Regions from separate parts of the Mus musculus genome. Here region 1 is linked to region 2. A link is a contact called in public HiChIP or PLAC-seq data. All regions are on one chromosome and are shown on one strand. Each heading gives the region's core, a stretch centred on a gene start, on an enhancer-like site or on the middle of the called end of the contact. The rest is flanking DNA. Distances are from core to core; before and after follow the strand shown.

Evidence for each region. HiChIP or PLAC-seq counts read pairs in DNA pulled down with a chosen protein or histone mark.
Region 1: a contact with region 2 is called in a FOXA1 HiChIP or PLAC-seq map of pancreatic cancer cells. The contact joins two enhancer-like sites. A contact is called at or near these places in 1 of 15 datasets of contacts at CTCF or cohesin (large pre-B cells), 8 of 484 Hi-C or Micro-C datasets (CD8 T cells, the G1E-ER4 cell line, bone marrow-derived macrophages and 2 more), 1 of 115 datasets of contacts at active chromatin or transcription factors (pancreatic cancer cells) and 2 of 9 other capture datasets (adipose tissue and liver).

What each region holds. Positions count from the first base shown.
Region 1 is chr8:64,875,425-64,880,300 of GRCm38.p6, forward strand. Gm40501 (a long non-coding RNA gene) reads right to left here. Exons shown (of 3, transcript XR_870468.2): 2 at 3,917-4,052; 3 at 1,573-2,800. Among named protein-coding and RNA genes, the nearest start is that of Gm40501, 3.1 kb to the right of the region's middle. Within about 2 kb of position 2,432, at least 24 of the 459 cell types and tissues checked have an H3K27ac peak or open chromatin away from gene starts, as enhancers often do. A contact at or near this core is called in pancreatic cancer cells, where this site is marked.
Region 2 is chr8:64,613,557-64,618,083 of GRCm38.p6, forward strand. It overlaps Cpe (carboxypeptidase E), which reads right to left. Exons shown (of 9, transcript NM_013494.4): 3 at 3,982-4,149. Among named protein-coding and RNA genes, the nearest start is that of Cpe, 77 kb to the right of the region's middle. Within about 2 kb of position 2,150, at least 42 of the 459 cell types and tissues checked have an H3K27ac peak or open chromatin away from gene starts, as enhancers often do. A contact at or near this core is called in pancreatic cancer cells, where this site is marked.

The sequences.
Region 1 (4,876 bases), core at 1,182-3,681, 260 kb after region 2:
AGAGATTCTCCTTCCATCGTGTGAGTCCTAGGGATTGAACTCAGGTCATTAAGCTATGGAAAGTGTCTATACCAGCTGAGCCATCTCACCAGCTCTGATCTATCCTCTCGAGAGGCAGTTGTGATGTCATTTACTGATGAGCTCACCATTTCTTTCTTCACTCAACGAACGAAAGGAAAGGAAAGGAAAGGAAAAAGTTCTGATGGAGAACAGATAGCGCAAAGGTCAGAGGTCATCTGCTTTGCTGTCACCATCTTGTGAAGATGTGCAAAGATCAGAAAACACTGGCAGGGTCGTGCAATGCCCAGCTGAGACAGAACAAGCAGACGGGTGCCTTTTTCAATGCAGGATGCCTCAGTACTAGTGGCAGTGAAGATTTCCAGAATGGGCCAGAGGCTTTGCGGAAGGTGAGAGCAACCCTCACTCTCCAGGAGGCTCTCTAACACACATTCCTACTTCTTTGAATTAGAGCAATTGGTTTCCTCTATTCATTCATTCATTCATTCATTCATTCACTTACTCACTCACTCATTCAGTGTTTCATCACTATACTTGATGGATGGTGTGGTCTTTCTTCTTTATCATCATCATCATTGTCATTGTCATTGAGCCTCTCACGTATTTCCCAGGAGAAGAAATGACAAATTAACACTGTTTTATCTGTCAGAATGTTAATCTGTCACTCTTCCCTCAGGGCGTAAAAATTCTCTAGTGCTCATGGACAGAAGAAAGCATCTTTCTTTGAACTATGAATTTTTCATCAGGTGCAAAGCAGCTTCTCACTGTTAACGTCATCTTTTAATGGCTTCCTTGAGCCTAGTAAGAGTTGCAAACATTTTCAACTTTTTACATTGAGTTACATTTAGCTACTTTATATCAAGTGAACTGTTTGGCCCTCTGATAATTAGTAACATAAAGCTATTCAGTGTTGGATTGGATGTAAACCTAACTAGTTGACTTTCATTCAAAAGAGAAAAAAAGAAAAGCTAAGGCCACCAAGACTCCACCCCCTGGAAGAAGCCCACAAGGACAATAATGATGATGGCAACTGACTGATTTGAGTCATAGCACAGAGTTAATGGAATGCTCTGGGTGGGAACTTTAAATGATCTACAGTCAGGATTCATGAGAAAAGGGAGAAGTAAACAGGTGGAGTTTATATATGGCAATTATTGAAAGAAAGGAAAAAGTCATGAAGCCGGAATACCTTCCTTATTTTGCTTTCCCTGCAGCAAGAATAAGCTATATAGATCACCCTGTCTAGACTACAGGGAATTGATCAGAAGCACCTGCTAGAGAGTGTGTTTCTCTAACAACTCAAATGGGCCACCTGGATCTAAAAAAAAAAAAAAAAAAATAGCAAATGAGGAAAAACAAAATAAAACTGTTTCTCTTTTAAGTCTGGACAAGGTTAAGAAATATGTCCATTTAAAAAAAGGTCCTAGGAATTATTTATTAAATACTAACATCAACAGCCAGTTGAGGTGTGTCTATAATCCCAGCACTTGGGTAGCTGAGACAGGATGGTTAGAGTCCCATTCTAGCCTGGGATACAGAAAGAGTTCCAGGCCAACATGTGTTACATAACAAGACCACATCTCAAGATAATCATAACAACAAAAGGTTTTTATTGGTATTTAGACAGAACTCTGTTAGATAGGCTGCAGACTATATAATTTAAAATGTAAACACATAGGTGACCAATACACAAAGAGAAAGTGCTGTATGAACAGGAGAATTTCCTACATGAGAGGGATTATTTTTAGTTAGGAAAAGTAGAGAAGGTAACAGAAGAAGTGGCTTTTGAGTGGCACCTTAATAAATGGAAGATGTCCATGGCAGAGGCGATGGAGGGAAGACAGGGACCCCTTTCTTGTACGCTGTGATCTATAGCTCTATCTCTTCCTCCACAAAATGTACATTTGAGGATCTATCTGGAAGACTCGCTGTGGGAAAACTCTGCTAATTAAGGTCGAAGTCTACCATTAACCAGATACCCTCCCAGTTCATCACAGAAGGGAGGACTCCCTTGTTGGCAGGGCTTCCACTTCCTTCTCTGACCTTGTCTGGGGAATTAACCCCCCCCCCCCCACACACACACCTCTAACTATAGACAGTTTTAGTTAGATTACAGGTTCAGCTTACTTTCTCCTGACAAGAACCCGTTCAGCTAGCACCTGAGATTCCCCTGCGTTCTCCAAATTATATAAACCTGAATCACCCTAAGTAAAGGTGATGGGCCTCCCTGCAGCGGTCCTGGTATGTCTCCTTCACCGTACATACTCACGGAGCTTCTGGACACCAGTTATCCCGGCTCCCTTTGCCATTGTGGACCAGTATACGATGACGACCCCCGAGGGCAAGGAGGATCACAGCTCACCCGCTCCCTTCCCTGACTCATCTCTGCTCTGTGTACAGTGCAGACTTCCGTTGAACTTTGGCTGATATTCACCTGGAGTCTGGCCAAGCTCGCCTCCACACATTTTATCCTTAGGTCAGTCTTTTCTTCGGTTTTTCGGTTTCCTTCCATAAGTCGTCTGTAAGCTAACGAAGGTCTCACAGCTTACAGAAGCACATTGATCAACCATTACCATAATTCTCCTGAGCAGAAGGAACCAGTCCGTGGAGCTCAGGATGCGGCTCAGTAGGAAGAATGCTTGTCTAGCGTGCGTGAAGTCCTAGGTTCAGTGATCTCTGGCTCCACGTGTGGTACACACTTGTTAACCAGCACCAGGTGGGAGGATCAGAAAGTCAGGGCCATCCTTGACTATCTAGACAGTGAGTCTGAATTTCGTGAGTCCTGAGCGGGGCGATGGGGAAGACACAACAAACCACTAGATGGCTGAGTGGCTTATGACCTTCTTCATAGTCCCATACTAAGGGACTCATCCAGCCTGGACCGGCTCCTAAACCCCTCCCTCACCTTAGTGGACTATGGCTAGTTTTCATCATTTTCCAACTTTTTTTTTTTTTTCTTACAAGGTCTTCACTATCTCCCAGCACATCGCTCATGAAGACAAAGAAGCCGGTAAATATTCATCAGCAAATCGACCCCCAAACCCATATTATTTTTCAGAATCCTGGTTAGTGTTGAAGCTAAAATGAAACCACAAGGAACTGCCATCTGGGCTTTTTGTCCCAGAAGGTTTTAAATACATGGCACAATTAACACTAGAGTAGTAAAATGATGAGGACTGTAGTGACCTGTCACTAAATAATCACGACACCTAAGGAGCTGGAAGATTCTACCATGGCGAGATTGCAACCACTGTGCTTTCTCTGAAGAGAGTGTTTGCTGCATAAATTGTTTGCGGAGGGAAAAAAACACACCAAGGAACTACTAGCTTTACTCTGGAAGCCTTTTGGAGGATGCCTGAGGTTCTCCAACAGCATTTATTTGCATATGAATGATAGGATAATTAAAATGATTTTTATCTATTTGTCAAAACCGGTCCAAATAATACTCTTCTTGGAAATTGTGAGAATTTGTGTCTTATTCCAGAAGTGCCTTAAAGTACAGACTTACAGATCTCCAAAGGAATGTTATAAGCCAGACTTTAATTTGCTTGAGTTCTTCAAGTAATTCAGCATAATTATTCAGAATTAGAGTTTTCAGAGTGCTGAGTGATTCTACCCACTGAGTGATGACTTTTAACAATGCGTTTTAGGAATGTGGCAAATGAGGAATTATCCCTCATAGTCTAACTCAGATAAGTCAGGTCACACAAACTTAGCTTCATACAGGACCCAACTCAACCAGATTGCTTAAAAAGAAGAGTTACACGAAATTCAGATATGATATTCTTCTCATATATTTTTCAGAATCCTCAGATATTCTTCTCAAAGTGGCTCTGCTTATATCTTAACATATGTCTTTCTGGGTCTGGGGAAATAACTCAGTGGGTAAAACACTCACCTTGTGGGCCTGAGTTTGGATCTTGAACACCCGTGTGAATACCAGGCAGGTGTGAGGCCCAGCTGGGATCCAAAGGCTCAGAGGGAAGCAGGAAGGCAGAGCAGCCACAAGTGAGCTTTAGCCTCAATCGACTCTACTGCAACAGAGAAGGTGGAGAGCAATTGAGGACGATAACTGATGTCAACCTCAGGCCTTCACGCGCACACAAATGCAAACACACACATACATACACATGCACACATACGCACACACATACACACATACACACACATACACACATACACACATATACACATGCATATACACACAAACATACACATACATACATGTACACACACACACATTCCTTGGTGGACTGTAGAACATTTCTGTTTTTCATAGTACAGTTCTCTAGCATAATTTTTATGTGGTAAATGTACAAGCAAGTAAGAGCATTATATGCTTGCTATTCAATTTGCCTTTAAGCAATAGGTGCTTTTAATTACAATTTTATACTTCCATCTTATAATAGCAATAGGCTTGTTTCTTTGCAATGTCAAATCTCTATGCTTTGTAGAGAACTTCTTATTGCCTTATCATTTATTATTATTATTGGTGGTGGTGGTGGTAGTTTTTTAGAGACAGCCTTGGCTGTCTTGGAACTCACGCTGTACACCAGGCTGTCCTTGAACTCAGAGATCTGCCTGCCTTTGTCTCCAGAGTTCTGGGATTAAAGGCGTGCACCACCATCACCTAACAACCTATCTTTATTTTAAAATATGTTTTTATTGCTCCTCCCCTCACCCCTTCCCTCCTCTCCCCTTGCCTCTCCCTTCCCTCCCCCTTCCTTTTCCCTTTCTTCTTCCCTCCCCTTCTCTGCCTCTCTGCCCCCTCTCTTTCTCTTTCTCTCTCTCCCCTCTGTTTTTGGTGGTGGTGGTCCAAGGGGATGGATCTTAGATATCGTAAGAAAATGCTCTATGA
Region 2 (4,527 bases), core at 900-3,399:
CTGGCAAGATGGCTCAGGAGGCAAACGGGCTTGTTGCTAAGCCTGATAATCTGAGTTTATCTGAAGGACCCACAAGGCAGAAGAAAAGTGGCTCCCAAAGGTTGCCCTCTGACCTCCATGCACACTTACAACAACCCCCAAAACACCCACATGCACACACACAAATAAGTAAATAAACAAATTTGTTAAAACTTCTGAACTTTTCCATTTTAAAGACTCTAAGAATAACTCAGTGACATGTTCTATAACGAGATGGCTTTGGCATTTAAAATATGTTAACGCTATATTTATTCAGATTCCTTCACAACTCCAGCCAGTGAAGAGAAGCATAACACTAATAAATTATCAGATGTATTTTAAGCCCTGCTGTCTTCGAGCAATTCAGGCCAAGGCTCACGAGCTGAACTCAAGCAACCGTGGAGGCAGCCAGGCTGAGAAGCTTGGGGCTAGATGAGAAATGACTTAGGAGTAAAACTGGGAAAGTGAGAGAAGAATTTTATTCCTAATGTCTGAAAAATGAGGACGGTATTGGTCCCTAATGGTGTCTCACTGGAACACGGTGATATCTGCAGGGCTTCCTAAGGAAATAGGATTTTTTTTTTCCTGTCATCTGTCATCCACAGACCCTGAATTTGTATCCAAGGAACTCTGCATCCTAAACCATGATTCCTGGCACACAAAACAAAATAAATCTTGAGAAGCAAAGCCCTTTTTGAGGGGTAAAGATGCTATGGTGAGAAATAGGAACTTGAAAATGAAGACTATGTAGGCCATTATTGAATCACTTGCTCTGAGTCTAAATGTTGTTTTATTCTTAATGTCAAAAGTAAAGGAGGGGAACCAGACATGAATTATTAGTTACCTTTTACTAGATACTTTGCTATTGCTGTGATTTGGCACCAAAGCAACTTATAGAAGAAATGGTTTACATGGGTCTTACAGTTTCAGAGGGTTAGAGTCCATGATCAGCAGGGAAGGGATAGGACATCCTCCTTTAACACCTCCTAATTCCCAAACAGTTTCACCAACTGAGAAGCAAGTATTCAAATACATGAGTCCACGAGGGCCATTATTATTCAAACCACTAAAGATTTACTATAGTAAATAAATCTTGCTCTTGTCAGTGCACACCTTTAATCCCAGCACTCAAGAGGCAGAGGCAGGTGGATCTTTGAGTTCGAGGCCAGCCTGGTCTACAAAGTGAGTTCCAGAACGGCCAGGGCTACACAGAGAAACCCTGTCTTAAAAAAAAGAAAAACAAAAAACAAAAAACAAAAAACAAAACAAAGAACAACAAAAAACCTTGCTCTTATCTTGAGTAATGAATTAAAGTTTAATTATGTAACATTTTCTTTCATTTAAAAGCAGCAATGGGTATTTTAAATGAAAGCTCTCATTTTAAATGTACATTAGCATGTCTTTTTTAAGATTTATTTTTATTTGTAATTATGTATGCCTGTGAGTATGTGCCCATGAATGCAAGTGCATCCAGAGGCTAAAAGAGGGCGCCAGATCCCGTGGAACTGGTGTTACAGTGATTGTGATCTTCCCAACATAGGCGCTCAGAACCAAACTCAGGTCTTCTGTACGAGCAGCAAGTGCTCTTCACCAATAAGCCATCTCTCCAGGTTCCATTGGCATCTCTTAATGAGACTGCCCAAAGCAATTGTATGCCAACACCATAGAGCAATCATGCACGCAAGACTTGGGTTTAACTAGAGAGGGAAACAGCCATACTGGCTGGAAACAATCTCATGTGCACCAAGTTGCCAATCAGTCCTCCTATGAAGAAGAGATTCTCACAGTTTTTCTAAGAGGGGCAACAGGAATTATTTTCCTCCTTTCTCAGAGTTAAAGACATGAATGCATGCACTAGAGAAAGTATGTGGACAAATACCAGAGCCAGCCTCCAAGGCCTGCCTTTCATCTTATACCTTACAGATGATTACACTGCCCTCCTCTGTCCCACTCAGCCCCTCCCAGTGTCTCTGCACACGATGGATGCCTGTCTGAACTCCAGCTGTTGATTTCCGTTGGGTTCATTCTTCAGACACAGCAATTCACTGGTGAGCCTTGTGTATACTTACTCATATGAGGCCCTCAGCTGACTATGTGTCAGGCTCAGCTATGAATCATCACAAGCAATGGACTGAAGTCTGAAGTCAAAGAGCAAGCAACCCTATAAATAAATGACTATGCTGTCAGACACATGCAGCTCTATAAGAACAGCACCCCCACTGCAGAACACAAGGAACATCAAACAGGAGCTGTGTCCGAGAGGGGAAGGTCACGTGGAGGAAGTAACTCAAAGTGGAAGGGAAGAATATTCTAATCAATTAGAACAGCAGCCAATGTGAACACTGTATTGTTAGCAGATGGTACACTTGGGGGTATGACTAGAGCAGATGACCACCAGAGCCAGCATCCACAGCATCCACAGGGCATCTGTCTGAAGGGTCTTGGAGCTATAATGAGATTCTACTTTCCAAAACCTCACTTAAGAACATCCTGGAAGTAACAGACACCACAGGGCAGATGCAGCAGCACTTGGGGATAGAAGTAAAAGGATGTCAAAGGCTAGCCTGGGCTAAGTAGCAAGACCCTATCTCCAAAAAAAATTGAAATTAAAAAAAAAAAAAAAAAAGAAAGAACAAGAAGAAGGAAGAGAAGACAATGGGGCTGAACTAAGCCAGGAACTGAGATGGAAATGAATGGGGTCAGGAGGTCAAGTCTTTGGGAAATAAGGGCTAACTGCTGTGAGCAGCGACAGAGATAGGAAGTGAAAGACGGGATGGTAGGGATGAGGGAAACAAAAACTGTTCTAAGGGGAAACACTTCTTTCTAGATAAGCTGAGCTTGGGGTCCTAGGTACCACCTGATAAGGGGACCCTGTGAGCAAGGGCAACGGAACAACAGACGTTCCCTGGAGGTCTGGAAGGAATTAGAGATGTGGAATTTTAGGGGCTCTTAATACAGCTGATGGGAACACGCCAGGCAAGGATATGAGTACTGGGAAGTAGGTGAATGCAAGGGACCCGGAGGAAGGCTGTGTCTCCTCCAAGACAGACAGGGTATGGAAAGAAACTCAGCAGAGTTGAGGGGCAATAGAAAAGGTAGGTATAATAGTTTGACTATTGTTGACCCAGGGAGTGGCACTATTTGAAGGTGTGGCCTTGTTGGAGTGGGTGTGGCCTTGTTGGAGTGGGAGTGGCCTTGTTGGAGTGATGTGTCACTGTGGGCATGGGCTTTACGACAGTCATGTAGCTGCCTGGAAGCCAGACTTTTAGCAGCCTTCAAATGAAGCTGTAGAACTCTCAGCTCCCGCTGCACCATGCCTGCCTGGATTCTGCCATGCTCCTGCCTTGATGGTAATGGACTGAACCTCTGAATCTGTAAGCCAGCCCCAATTAAATGTTGTCCTTTATAAGAGTTGTCTTGCTCATGGGGTCTGTTTACAGCTGTAAAACCCTCACTAAGACAGCAGGTGATGTGAAATTTTGCAGGAGAAGGTTTAGAGGGAAAGGACAAAGATCAACACTGTGGAGTCCTGCAGAACTTGGTGGTCAGGTGGGGAAAGGGCTTCCTCCAGGCAAGACTCACTGCTGTGTTTTCTGCTCCCCCGCCCCCTTCCTTTTTCACAATTTATCCTTAGTCCTCAGAGTGAAGCAAAGTCCCAGACTCCAGCCGCTCCAGCCTTAGCCTTGAGTCAAACGTAACTCAAGATGTATAGCACATACTACGCCCAGCAACACAGGAGGGCAGAGGCAGGCAGATCTCTGAGTTCAGTGCCAGCCTGGACTACAGAGTAAGTTCCAGGACAGCCAAGACTAGAGAGAAACCGTGTCTTGAAAACAGGAAAAAAAAACAAAAACAAAAGCAAAAACGATTCATGTCACTCCTGTGTCATTCACTGTACCGAAGACACTGAAACATACTTCCCCAGCTATGCGGCAGACCCCGGGAAAGCCACACACATGCTACCTTTGAATTTTGGTCCACAATTTTCTTCAGATTCTTCAGCAGGTGATTGTTAGGACCGCCTTCTTTCTCATTAACATACACGATCCTGTCCAGGTCTGGGAAGTTACGGTTCAGATCTATTCCCTGGGCGTTGCTGCGGCCCACAAACCAGTCCTTCAGCTCGCCGGGCTAAAGGAGACAACAGAAAAACCACCACTGCTTATTAGTACTGTCAATACCTTCTTAACGTCCCCATCACTGCCCTCAAAAACTAATTCCTGAGATTGTCTATTGCAATATCCTCCCAGTACTGCTGTGTTCACTACTTTATCAGGACACTCATGAAGGTGCCCAATTTAAAATATTTGTTATAAGCATTTTGGAAAAAGATAGTTTTCATGAATAATAGTTTTAAATCAATGATAGTTATATGTAAGCGATGTTTAGCAGATTTCAATGATTTGTCGGTACAAACTCACTGATTGTAGGTGACCTATTTAAAAATCACACCACCAACAATTAGCATCAAGTAACATTGTCTCTGTTGATCACAGAAGTCTGATTTTT